Linked DNA regions of Sus scrofa: region 2 is linked to region 1. Evidence: chromatin contacts called from public promoter capture Hi-C data. All regions are on one chromosome and are shown on one strand. Each heading gives the region's core, a stretch centred on a gene start, on an enhancer-like site or on the middle of the called end of the contact. The rest is flanking DNA. Distances are from core to core; before and after follow the strand shown. Region 1 holds the start of JARID2 (protein Jumonji). Region 2 overlaps JARID2 (protein Jumonji).

The links. Promoter capture Hi-C pulls out the DNA fragments that hold promoters and counts their contacts.
Region 2: a contact with region 1 is called in a promoter capture Hi-C map of fetal liver, with 2.3 times the contacts expected there. The contact joins the enhancer-like site here to the promoter of JARID2 in region 1. A contact is called at or near these places in 2 of 5 promoter capture datasets (fetal liver and liver), 6 of 47 Hi-C or Micro-C datasets (brain, embryonic fibroblasts, fetal heart ventricle and 2 more) and 2 of 2 datasets of contacts at active chromatin or transcription factors (alveolar macrophages and skeletal muscle).

The regions. Positions count from the first base shown.
Region 1 is chr7:11,355,541-11,361,505 of Sscrofa11.1, forward strand. It overlaps JARID2 (protein Jumonji), which reads left to right and starts at 2,703. Exons shown (of 19, transcript XM_021100205.1): 1 at 2,703-2,837; 2 at 4,595-4,802. The coding sequence starts at 4,758.
Region 2 is chr7:11,481,557-11,487,521 of Sscrofa11.1, forward strand. The region is part of intron 3 of JARID2 (protein Jumonji); the gene reads left to right. Among named protein-coding and RNA genes, the nearest start is that of JARID2, 130 kb to the left of the region's middle. Within about 2 kb of position 3,640, at least 10 of the 83 cell types and tissues checked have an H3K27ac peak or open chromatin away from gene starts, as enhancers often do. A contact at or near this core is called in fetal liver, where this site is marked.

The DNA of each region.
Region 1 (5,965 bases), core at 1,453-3,952:
GCTGGAGCTGCTGGCCTACACCACAGCCACAGCAATGCCAGATTGAACCTGCGTCCTCATGGATGCTAGTCAGATTCGTTAACTACTGAGCCATAACAGGAAATCCAACTTTTTAATTCTTTCCTTGTCATTTCTTATAGGAAATCAAATGGTGGACTAGAATGCGTGATTAAATATGATTGCCTGGAGTTCCCATTGTGGCTCAGTGGTTAATGACCTCAACTAGTATCCATGAGGATGCAAGTTCGTTCCCCGGCCTTGCTCAGTGGGTTAAGGATCCGGAGTTGCCGTGAGCTGTGGTGTAGGTTGCAGATGCGGCTCGGATCCCTCATTGCTGTGGCTCTGGCGTAGGCCGGTGGCTACAGCTCCGATTGGACCCCTAGCCCCCGGAATCTCCGTGTGCCTGTACACATTTGGACCTAGAATAGTAAGAGCCTGCTCTTATTTGTGTCTGATAATTTGCTACGTCTTTCTCTTCCATCATATTGTCAGTCTTCCTATAGTGGATATTTGATCTAATTAAGAGCACAAAAGTTAAGATTAAGGGAATGATTTTTAGACTCTATGCTATTAGTCATCATTCCCTCCAGCTAACCAGTTCCCAAGTCCTATGGACTTCTGACATGCTCTACTTTCAACTTGTTCTCTGCTTGATCTGCTGGATTCAGATCATAAAAATTTCTCACCTCATTTATGCAATTACATTACAACTGGTCTCCAGTTTCCCCTGCCTCTCTTTTCTTCAATCCTCAACCTCATTTCTCACAATCAGAACGACTTTTCTTTTTTTGCTTTTTAGGGCTGCACCTGCTGCATATGGAAGTTCCCAGGCCAGGGTTCAAATCGGAGGCGCAGCTGTCAGCCTACATCACAGCCACAGGAATATCAGATCTGAACTGTGCCTGCCACCTACACCACAGCTCACGGCAACGCCGGATCCTTAACCCACTGAGCAAGGCCAGCATTGAACCTGCATCCTCAGGGATACCAGTCGGGTTTGTTATCTCTGAGCCACAATGGAATTCCAAGGTTGTTTTTTTTAAATCTCAGGAATTTTTTTTGGTTGCACCCACTGCATACATAAGTTTCTGGGCCAAGGATTGAACTCACTCCAATGCCAGATCCTTAATCTGATAGGCCACCAGGGAACTCCTCTCTTGATTTTTTTTTTCCATGCTGGAAAGTTGTGGCTTATCTCAAGCTGCTGAACTCCTACTCATCCTTCAAAACTCCTCATTCCTGATCACCTCAGCTATGTATTCCCTTTAACACCTTTTCCATGGTGCAAATACAGCCCTGTTTACAGCTATCATGATTGATTCCAGAGTCTGCCTTTTCTACTCCGTGTTTCTTCACAAAGGACTTTGGCCTCTCTTGCTGTGTCCTCATGGATGAGGCCACTGCTGGCATATAAGTCCTGCGGAAGCCCTGTACCTAGAAATGTGTTCCCCCACCCTGAGACCTGAAGAGGTCAAGATAAGAGCTGGGAGGTGTTAAAATCATCAGCACAGAGAGTGAATCAGATTAATAGAAAATGAAAAAGAGGAGGAAAAAGACAGGAAAGGTAATACACGGTCTTGCCAAGATGGCAGGGAAAGGAAGCTCATCAGGAGACAGCTACTTCCACAACAGGAAAGGCTTTCAACTGCTAAAAGAGCCAATCTATTTCCCTTTTCAGGGAACACAACACTAATGTTATCCAAATCTTTTGGGAAGGAGCAATTCCTTCCTTTCCCTTTCAAGCTGAAACTGGGATGGTTTTTCAAATGTGGTGACCTGGAGTTGGTAGCCCAGCAGGGGAGTTGACAGGCCCAGGACCGGAGCAGTCCAGCCTTAGGGAGTGGCTGAGGGAACCTAGAAGAAACCCACCTTTGTTCTTTAATATTTTGCCTGGGGAAGGACAGATCCGACATTAAACCTCCTGAAAGCTGGTTAAAACCCTAAGAGTGTGGAGAAGTGGAGACTGCCAATATATGGGTCATAATGATCAGAAAGTCTTTTGAAACCACCTCCTTGTAACCTAACCATAAAGTCACTTGGGTGGCCAATAAGGAAAAGTGGAGTCTGTTCTATTGGTCCCCTCCTCAGCAAACAGCATCGGCCAAGTTTTGCCAAAGGAAGGCACAGAAGGTCATTTATTTTTCTGAATGTGAAATGAACCTATGACAAATTGTTTCAATTTAGAAAGCAGATTTTTTAAAAGGTAAAGTAATAATGAAACAATTTTAAAGCAGCATTTTATTTCATTTACCGAAAACTTTCAGTAAAATGGTTCTTAGCTGGGTTAACGTAATTATTATATAATCCACCCCACAATGCTTATTGATCGCTAATTTGCAGATGAGGAAACTGACCAGCTCAGAGAGGCCATCTAGCTTTCGGGAAGGGGCAGGGGTGATCTGAAACCCGGTCTCTCACCTCCAGTTTCTGAGACCTTCTTAGACACTGGGTTCTCTTTTCGAACATTGCTGTAGACAAAACCTCACAACTGTGATACTTTAGAGGTAAGGCGAATCCAAGGAATGAGAACTGAATGTTACGGGGAATGAATGTGAGGGCGCAGTCATCCCACTTTTCATTTCTTTAAAGGACTGCCTGGGAGAGGCTCATTTTAAACACTACTTCTGGAAAACCACGGTGAAAACGAGGAAATTGACAACGCAGAATGGCTAAGAGCGACTTGGCAAAGTTGTTCAGAAAGCAAAGGCCATAAGAGAGACACGAGGGCCTCCGGCTTCGTTTCCAGCAACGATGAGGTCGGCACCACAAGCCAGAGGCAGGTAGAAGGCAGGCTCTCGCCCGGCTGCCGCGGTTGATACTCCCGATGCTTCCTCGCGGTGAGCACGTCTGTGGGGCTCGGGGTCCGTACGCCACCGGTCTCCCCCTCGTTTTCCTCTCGCTCACAGGCGCAAAAGACGCCGGGACCAGCCGGGACCCAGCGCGATCTCCTCAAAGTCGGGGGGTCTTTCGTAGGAGCCGGCGACGAGGGGCTTCCCTTTTGGCCCCCCTGCCCGCACCCCCGACGTCGACCTCGCGCGCCGGGAGGTGGCCTTTCCGAGCGTGGGGGCGCGTGCGGCCGCGGGGCGCGTGCAGAGGTGACCTCAGGGTCCCCCGAGCCCGACCGCGGCACGCTCCGTGCGAAAACGCGAGGCGGTGTCCTGAGGTGACACCGGCTGCGCCGCCGAGGCAGCAGGCGCCGCCGATCAACTAGTTCGCACCGAGGATTCCTCTTGGTGCGTGGCCCAGTTTTCCTTAGGACGGGCTCCAACCCCTCGCTGCCACCGCCCCCCGCGCCGCCCCGCTCCGAGGCCTTCCCCGGAGACGCCGCGCGTCCCTCCCCCGCCGCTCGGCGCGGGCCGGCGCGCGCGCGCGCGCGCGATTCCTCGATTCCACAGGCGGTTCGCGCCGTGGGTGGGGGCGGGGCGTGCGGGGAGGGGGGCGGCCGCCGCGGGGGGAGGGGGGCCGTGGCCGGGAACCTGGGGGCGGGGGCGGGCCGGCGTGGGGAGTTCCTCGCTCGCGGACCACACGCTCCGCGGGCCAATCCCGAGCCAGCCTCTCGCAGTGTCACACGCGGGACACGTCCAAGCGTTTGTTGGCAGAGCCTGCGATGGGGAGGGGGAGGGGGCGGGGAGGAGGGAGGGGGGTTTGAGTGACAGGCTTGCGGGGCAGGCTGGGAATTGTAGTTCTCAGCTCCCGTGGCCATAGCCATTTTGTAGTCGGGAGACTACAACTTCCAGAAGATCGAGGGGACCATTCTAAGGTGCCCCGGGAATAGGCGGCTCTCCCCGGGGCCGGGCGTTCTGGGGCACTGGCACCCAGCAGCCCGGCTGCAGGTAGACAAGAGGGCAATGGCGGGGGTTAGCGTGCGGCGGCTGTGGGGTGAGCGGCAAGCTGGGGAAAGGGGGTGAGGTGGAGCGACCGAGCGTGCCATGCATTGAGCTAGGGAGCCTCTCTCAATTCCACTCCTAGGCTTGGCGTGGGAGCGATTCTTGAGGGGTAGCCTGGGCAAGGTTCGTCGAGGCCTCTTGGATGTCTGGTCGACCCAGCTGCAGGGGTCCTCGGAGCCCGGCCAGGGGCGGTCGGTGCCGGGGTAGGCGGGCGCCTGGTGGCCCAGCTGTGGGAGTTTTCGGCTGGCCTCCGGCAGGGAATTACCCGAGGAGCCCTAACTTGTATAAAAGCAGAGTCCATTTAAAGTTGGGCTGGATAGCTTCTCTCTCATTGGTTAGGGGGCTTGGAAAAAAGAGACTCGGCGAGCCCTCGCTGTGGTGCTGCCGCCGCCGCCGCCGCTGGAGTTGACTCTTCTGCTCGCACTGCTGCTGCAGCACAAACGTGACTTCCAACATTTTTTATTTATCTTTCCCTTTTCTTTTCCAAGATGTAACTACGGATCAGACACTAAGGACCTTCACGTTTCGCTGATGTAGTTTTTGGAGGAAAAAGGGGGGGGAGTGAAGGGCGTCGGTTTTTTTTGTGTGTGTGTTTCGGGGGAAATTTTCCATTATGAGTGTTTTACTAAAGTGATTTTTTTTTTTTTGTTTGCTTCGTTCGTCTTTTGGCTTTTTTTTTTCCTTTCCAATTTCGGATTTATTTCAAGGCGAATCGGGCTTTGGGGGAAGAGGAAGAAAAGTCGGATTACAAGATCAACCACCACCACCACCAACAATAAAAACCACCAGGATATTTTTTTTGCAAATTTCTGACGGCTTTAAATTCATGAAGCAATTGTCCCCTTTTGCAATCAGCATTTGGATCTCAGAATGAGCAAGGAAAGACCCAAGAGGAATATCATTCAGAAGAAATACGTAAGTGCTCCTAACAACACATCCTTTGACTTGTAGTTTTAAGCAATGGCTGTGAATGTCAAGTTTATAGATAATTCTGCAGCTGAAGGGTTTTAAACACAGCGTCCGATAAGGCTGTTTCTTTCTTTTCTGAAAGAAGGCTTTTCAGGCAAAGTCGTGTCTGCCTAGTTTGGATGAAAAAAAAAAAAAAAACAACCCAGATTGGTGTAGCGATACCTCGAGTGAATAAATTGACCTCGAATGACACAACCATAATCTAGTTTTAGATGAAAGGCAAGGGATTTTGGTGGAGCTTGGACGGGGGGGGATTTGGGCTGCGGTAATGTAACTAAACTGCATTCTCGGGCGGATTTGGCCCCATATTGTACTTTGCATGCAAATGAGCCTGTGTTACTATTATTAATGTTATTTGGGAAATCGTGTAACGCGTGTGTGTTGGAAGCTTTTTAAGTTGCAATCGAGGGTCCGATTATGGCGATCTTGTTCCTGTACTGGCAACATCAAATTTAATGTATGTGGTCATTTTGGCTTATTTGGTTCGCAGTGTAAACCAGTTGGGGAATCGTGTTACGGCGAATGCATTTGTTGAGATTGACTTTAATAATGGGACTGGTTTTGTTTAAAAATTCATGGTTTTCAGTTTTAGGGGAAGAAGGCTTAGAATATAGCTAATGTTTTTAAGTAGGTATGTGAATGCATATGTAAGTGACTACAAATAATTTATTCCAATTAACTGGGCTTCTGAAATTGGGTGATTACTCAGATTTAAATGGTTTGGAATAGTTAAATTTGTTTTGTGCATAGTATAGCTACGTTTTGATTGGCATAGGGAGTGTTTTTGTTTTGTGTGTGGTGGCTTTTTTTTAAGTTTGGGGGGGAGGGAGGGGATAGGAGGACCGAGCATTAACCAAATATGCACTCGAGTGATCGGTGATTAGCTACATGCTTTAAATCAAAGAGCCCATTAAAAAAAAAAAAGACAAAATGAACATATATTAGGAATAATACAACGTTATAAGAAAGTTTATTTAACTCGAGTCTACAAATTGGTGTTAATATTTTCCCTTTTTTGAGCAGTGTGATGTGTGTAATGGGAGATGACCTTCGGGGCACTGGTTTTTTTTTAAAAAATAGATTTAATGGAGAAGCTGAATGCCTCTTCT
Region 2 (5,965 bases), core at 2,390-4,889, 130 kb after region 1:
TCAACTGCTGCGTGATAGAAGCCTTGTCCCAAGCTGTTCCCGACAGCACACTGTTTGGGGTTCTTCATTGTGGTCACACGAAGGTTAACCTTGGGGAGGAGTGCTATTAACAATCATGCTTTTTTTTTCCTTTTGGTTTTATTTTTTATTTTTTGTTCCCCACTCCCTCAAGGTTCCCTTTCAAAGGTTGAAGCAATTCCATTGGTCTAGTTTTAATTGCGACAGAAAGTTCTCTGGTGTTAAGAGTTTGAAACTGTCCAGTACTGAGCCCTGGCTGGGAAGTGTGCTGGGAACCTGGGACAGAGTGAGCACAAGTGCCTGTACCCCAGCTCAGGTGGTGCTTGTGGGGCTTCTGCCCCTGTGCACCCTTCCCCTGCTTGCTGGTTTGGGGATCACTGGTAGTGAGGTACCTCTGAGACGCGTGGTGTGTGGGGGCTTGGTGAGTGGTCTCTGTGTTTGTGACTTTGCTGTGTCACACAGTTAGTTATTTTGCAGCAGCAGCATGGGAACTACAGGTCAAGTCATAGGCCTTTGAATCTAGTACTTACTTTAAAACCTGGAATGGAGGTAGTATTGAAAACAAGATGTTTTGTTGATTCCCCTTGTATTTAAGCAAAGATGTTTCTGGGTTATTGGTCTTTCCAGAGTTTCCTGGGAAAATTCAATTTTAAGATGATATTTGGAGTTGGCAATAGAATGGGCTTAATAGGATTTTGATCTAATTGGGAAATGAATTGACATCACTTCTGCTAAATCACTGGCTTGCTGGGATGTGCACAGCAGCCCCTTGTCCTCCCTCGCCTCCGGTGTGAGGCGGGTCAGGGGTCAGGGGCCTGGTGTCTGTTATCAGGGTTCACACACTGGCAGCTTGGCCCTGAGTGGTGGAGTCTGGCCGCCTTGTTTGCGCAGGTCTGATGGCGCAGTAATAACCCAAGCAGACATAAGATAGTAGACAGACCTCATATTTTATGTCCTAGAACCCATGTTTGCCATTGGTGTTGCTTTTGTGGTTCTAAGGTGACAGGGCACACTTTTTTGTTTTGTTTTGTTTTGGTCCTGCTAGAGGTAGCGATGGTGAGTCTGGAGCAGCCTTGTGGATTGTCTGTGTAGGAATTGGAGCCACCGTCACAGCTTGTTGGTGGTAGCCAGGCTTCAGGGGAGGCGGCACTGAGATTTCTGCTGAATGAGAGCCTTCTGTCTACTTCCCGCTGTAGATTATGCCACTTTTCGCACAGTAATAAATTGACAAAAGCTTCAGAAAGGGTTGGCAGAGGCCAAGGCTGAGGCCACTCTTTGAGGGCCCTTGGCCCGCTGGGGCTGAAATTAGGGACATTTAAATAATAACATGCTACACAAATAATGAGTACACATAATTACACAGTAAGAGAGGGGAGCTATTAGCTGTATTTGAATTTCATTTGCTTCCTATAAATTTCATCTAAGATCCAGCAAACCCTCTGGCCAGCTAGAGTCTTAACTAGATTTAAGGGAAGCCAGATCCCTTTTTTGAAGCATCTTAAAACAGGAGTTGTGATAGCTGGAACCTATATCAAGTGCTTACTTTTACCATTTACTGTTGTAGTTCTTCTCCCGGATTTCACTCATTTAATCTTAACAACTAAGCGTTTTATAGGAGATGACACTGGGAGGATTAGGAGTTTGATCACACGGCTATTACGGGGCAGAGTCAGGATTTAAACCTGGCTTCCTGCACAGAGTTCGCCTGCTTGTAACCACCACTTTGAAAAATAGAAGTAATTTTGGAACCATCTATCTATAAAGATAGGATTCCAAAACTGTGAAATCGTAGGCATGGTTTTTTTTGGTCTTTTCTAGGGCCACTCCCACGGCGTATGGAAGTTCCCAGGCTAGGGGTCTAATCGGAGCTGTAGTTGCCAGCCTAGGCCAGGCCATAGCAACGCGGGATCCAAGCCACATCTGCAACCTACACCACAGCTCACGGCACAACGCCGGATCCTTAACCCACTGAGCAAGGCCAGGGATCGAACCCACAACCTCATGGTTCCTAGTCGGATTCGTTAACCACTGCGCCGAGACGGGAACTCCTGATGAGAGGGTTTTGTTTTGTTTTGTTTTTTGTTTTTTAAAATCATGAATGGATATTGAATTTTGTGAAATGCTTTTTCTGCATCTATTGCGATAATCATGTGATTTTCGTTACTGTGGTTTATTACATTGATTGATTGGTGAATATTGAACCATTCTTGAGTCTCTGGAATAAATCCCACTTTATCATGGTGTCTGACCATTTTATATATGTTGGATTCATTTTGCAAATATTTTGTTGAACAAGATGACGTTTACAAATGCTTTTTGTGTCAGAAGGCAAGTCCTGGGCTCCTTGGTCTGAGGAATGGAGGTTTACTATTTGAAACCATATTTGAAAGGGATGCTGTGATTGTGAGGTTGCCTTCCCTTGGCTGGATCTCTCAGGTCTAGTTGTCCTGAGGGTGGTCCCTACTTCGACAGGAAGGACAATTTTTTTTTCCCTGAAGAAATGGCTTATCCTCCTCTTTCCCCAGATTGAGCTCCTGCTGTGTAAGTGCTGGCATCTCTGTAAGCTGCACGGGGCACCAGCCTGGCTGCTCCCCTGGCAGCTGCCACGGGTTGGGCAGTAAGTTCGGCTTTCTCTAATAATGCTCTGGGGTCTGGGACATTTCTTGCCTGTGTCCCCTGTCGACGTGTGGACCAGACTCCGTGGGAAGGAAAGCTGTGTGCAATGAGGACTAGTACACATTTGCAGAACAGATGTATTCTTTGTTTAAAAAGGGAGCTGTGTCTATCCTGGAAGATCATAGAGTTAAACCTTGATTTCTTTCTCTCTGGAGCTGTTCTGTTGTTAGTCTGTCCACGACCCTTGGTAATGCCAGTGGGGCATTTCTAGACAGAGCTCTTATCTCATCAATGCTGGATGGAGTTCTTAGTATGTAGGAGGTATTTGTGAGTAATAAAAATCGAACTGAAGTTGCTTATTTTGTAGGAGTCAGGATAGCTTATTTCATCTCATCATGTCATTGAGTGATGCATTATTTGTATAAGAAAGGGAAAAAAAATGCATCGAGTTCTAAGGGTAAGCCATCATGATTGTGAGGTGCGTGAGAAAGATACGTGTGACTTGCTATCAGGGAAGCACAGCAAGATACAACAAAAGGCTTCATAAAAAAAAGAGGGGTGTGTGACGTTTGGGTTTGGTGTGGGGAGGCTGGCAGAGAGGCAGGCGACGTGAAAGACCCAGTGTTGCACTTCCAGAAAAAGCTTCATTAAGGAAGTTGCATTCCAGAGGTCTTTGGTGGCGCAGTGGGTTAAGGATTCAACGTTGTCACTGCTGTGGGCACAGGTTGGATCCCTGGCCCTGAAATTTCCGCAGGCCGAGGGAACAGCCAAAACAAAGTTGGCCTTCTGCTGGGCCTTGCGGGCTGTGGGACTTGCTGAGTGAGGACTGAGGGTGGGGCTGGGGTGGTGTGGGAGGAGCGGTGAGGTCCAGCAGGGGGTATTTACCCGAAGTCACAGGCCACTGGGACAGATGGCGGGTTTCAGTGGCCAGCATGCTGGTACTGCTCTGGCAGCAAGAGGGTGGCCAGGCCGCCTGCAGCCTCTTGGTGGCAGCCTTAGTGGTGCTAGAGCAGGAGGGGACTTCTGGAGGTATGTAGGTCTGACTCATCGTGTTACACATGAGGAATTTTGAACCTTGATGAGCTTTAACCGGAAGAAGTGGATCATGCTGCAGACTGATTGGAACCAGCAATCCAGTTTAAATGGCAGCGAGACCCCAGGCTTTCCAGGGGGATGCGTGCGAGGGCTCCGTGGAGGTTACTGTGTTCTGCTCCCGTCCCCCACGCCCACTGCCCCTCCAGCTGCCTCCGTGCTCTGTCCCTAATAGCGCCATCATCCCTCTTGTCATAGGGGCACATGGCACAGGTGGTGTCACCTGAGAGGGAGGGGGACATGCGTGTGATGGGTGTCCAAGCCTGAGACCATCCTGCTGTGTTTCCCACCTGTCCCGGGGTTAGAGCAGCCCAGCTCTGCGGGACGTGGAAGGCGAGAGGATGGAAACAAGCTTCGGTCTGGGATGTTTTTTCCGGCTCTGTCCATGCCTGCCTTGTGCCCCCAGATCCCTTCTCATTTCTGCAAGGACACCACCCTGGAAAGTATCCCTGCTTTTTGTCGTTATTTACTTCTTTACTAGATTATTCCCATCAGTAAACAAAACATGTTGTAGTTTCTCCCATAAAATAAACCCTCTGTTAATCTGTCTCCCTCTTGCTGTTCGTCTCTTTTACTTACAGCAGAATTCCTTGAAAGAAAATTTCTAAACAGCCTGTCTCCTCTATTATTGATGTTCATGTTAATATCCTCTCCCCTCTCATTCTCTTTGGAACCCCTAGAGTCAGGCCACTTACCAAGGCTAATAATGACCTTGATGGCGAAATCCATTTATCCGTCAGCATGGCTGTAGCAGCCCCTTCGGCAGCGTGCGGCATGCTGCTTCTCTCCTGAACTCTGCTTGCCTTCTGCAGTGACCTTGAGGTGTCCCAAACCAGTGCTGCACCTGCCCCCTCTCTCATCCATTCCTGCCCCGCCCATATTCAAGAAGTGCCTGTTACATTCTTCTAGTCAAAACCTTACATTCTTCTTTGGTCAAAACCTTGGAACTACCTGTTTTTTTCCCCAGATTTTGTAAAACCTGTTTATTCTAAACTCACAGTATCTTCTAAAACTGATGCTGTGCCATCACCTCTGGCCCCCAGCCTCTCTCTTGGACTGAGACTCCTAAATAAAGCGCTCTCAATTTCAGCCTTTTTGCCTCTGAGGCAGCAGCCAGAACAGTCCTTCGTAGATGCAGATCAATCAGCACTGGCTTTCCCCCTTGCTCTTAGCAGGAAACCTGCACATGCTTACTCTGGACACCTGATGCGGTCCCCCAGCCTCTCTCTGGTCTCATCTGCCTGTCTCCCGCTCTCCTTGGTCTCACCCACTGTTCCAGAAGCACTGAATAGTCGTATACTCTTGCCCCAGAAGTTTTGCATTTGCTGATGCTTCCTTCTGTCTAGAACACTCTCCCTTTAGGTATCTTGTGTGACTTGATCCCTCTCCGTATGTTAGTGACCTGTTCAAAGGTGCCCATCTTTCCTCAGCTTTGTACCTTCAGCAGAATTGTGCCTTTGCCTGTGTTACCTTTAGCTTCTTACCTTTTAATATTTTTCTGCATAGGCTCTGTCACTGCCTGACATTGTTCACTATTACTGTTCATGAGAAGCTCCCTCCAGGAGGGAGAAGCTTTATCGGTGTTGCCCACCACTGTGTGCACAACTCCCGGCCGCTGTGGGTGTGTGCTCCCCGCATACGGGTGTGGCCCTGCGCCCACACCCAGCACCCCTCTGCCCCTGGCCCTTCTTTTTTCCAGGGGTTGTACCATTTCTCACTCCAGATTGCATTTTACTTTCATACACCTTGACCTCCAGCACCCTCACCCGGCATCACAGCCCATGCTCTTTCCCTATCACCAAAAGCACGCATTTAGTCATAGCTGCGATGTCTTGGTAAGTCTTACTGTCATGAACATTCTTTGGTAGTTTAAAATTGAGCTTTTAAGAAAATAAGTTACTGCTTATGAGAATTACAGCATTACTGTTAGAATTTTGTGGATTTGACAAGTGGGTCTCAGGTGTGAAGCACGTTGTATAAGGGTGATGAGCTAAGAAGTGGTCACATCAGGGTCCGAGCCCAGGATTCATGACCCTCTGTCTTGCTCCTACTTAAAAAAAAAAAAAAAAGCAAACTGAGGAAAACTTCACACTCTGCAATCAGTGGGTTGCCAGATGCGTTTACCGGTGGGGCCAAGGCTGCAGTGTGGATAGAGGACTTCTCCGCCACCTCAGGAAAGTTTCCGCCTGCCCATTCTAGTTCATTGGACTTCTTTAAAGTGTGTGTCAACATGGCGGTC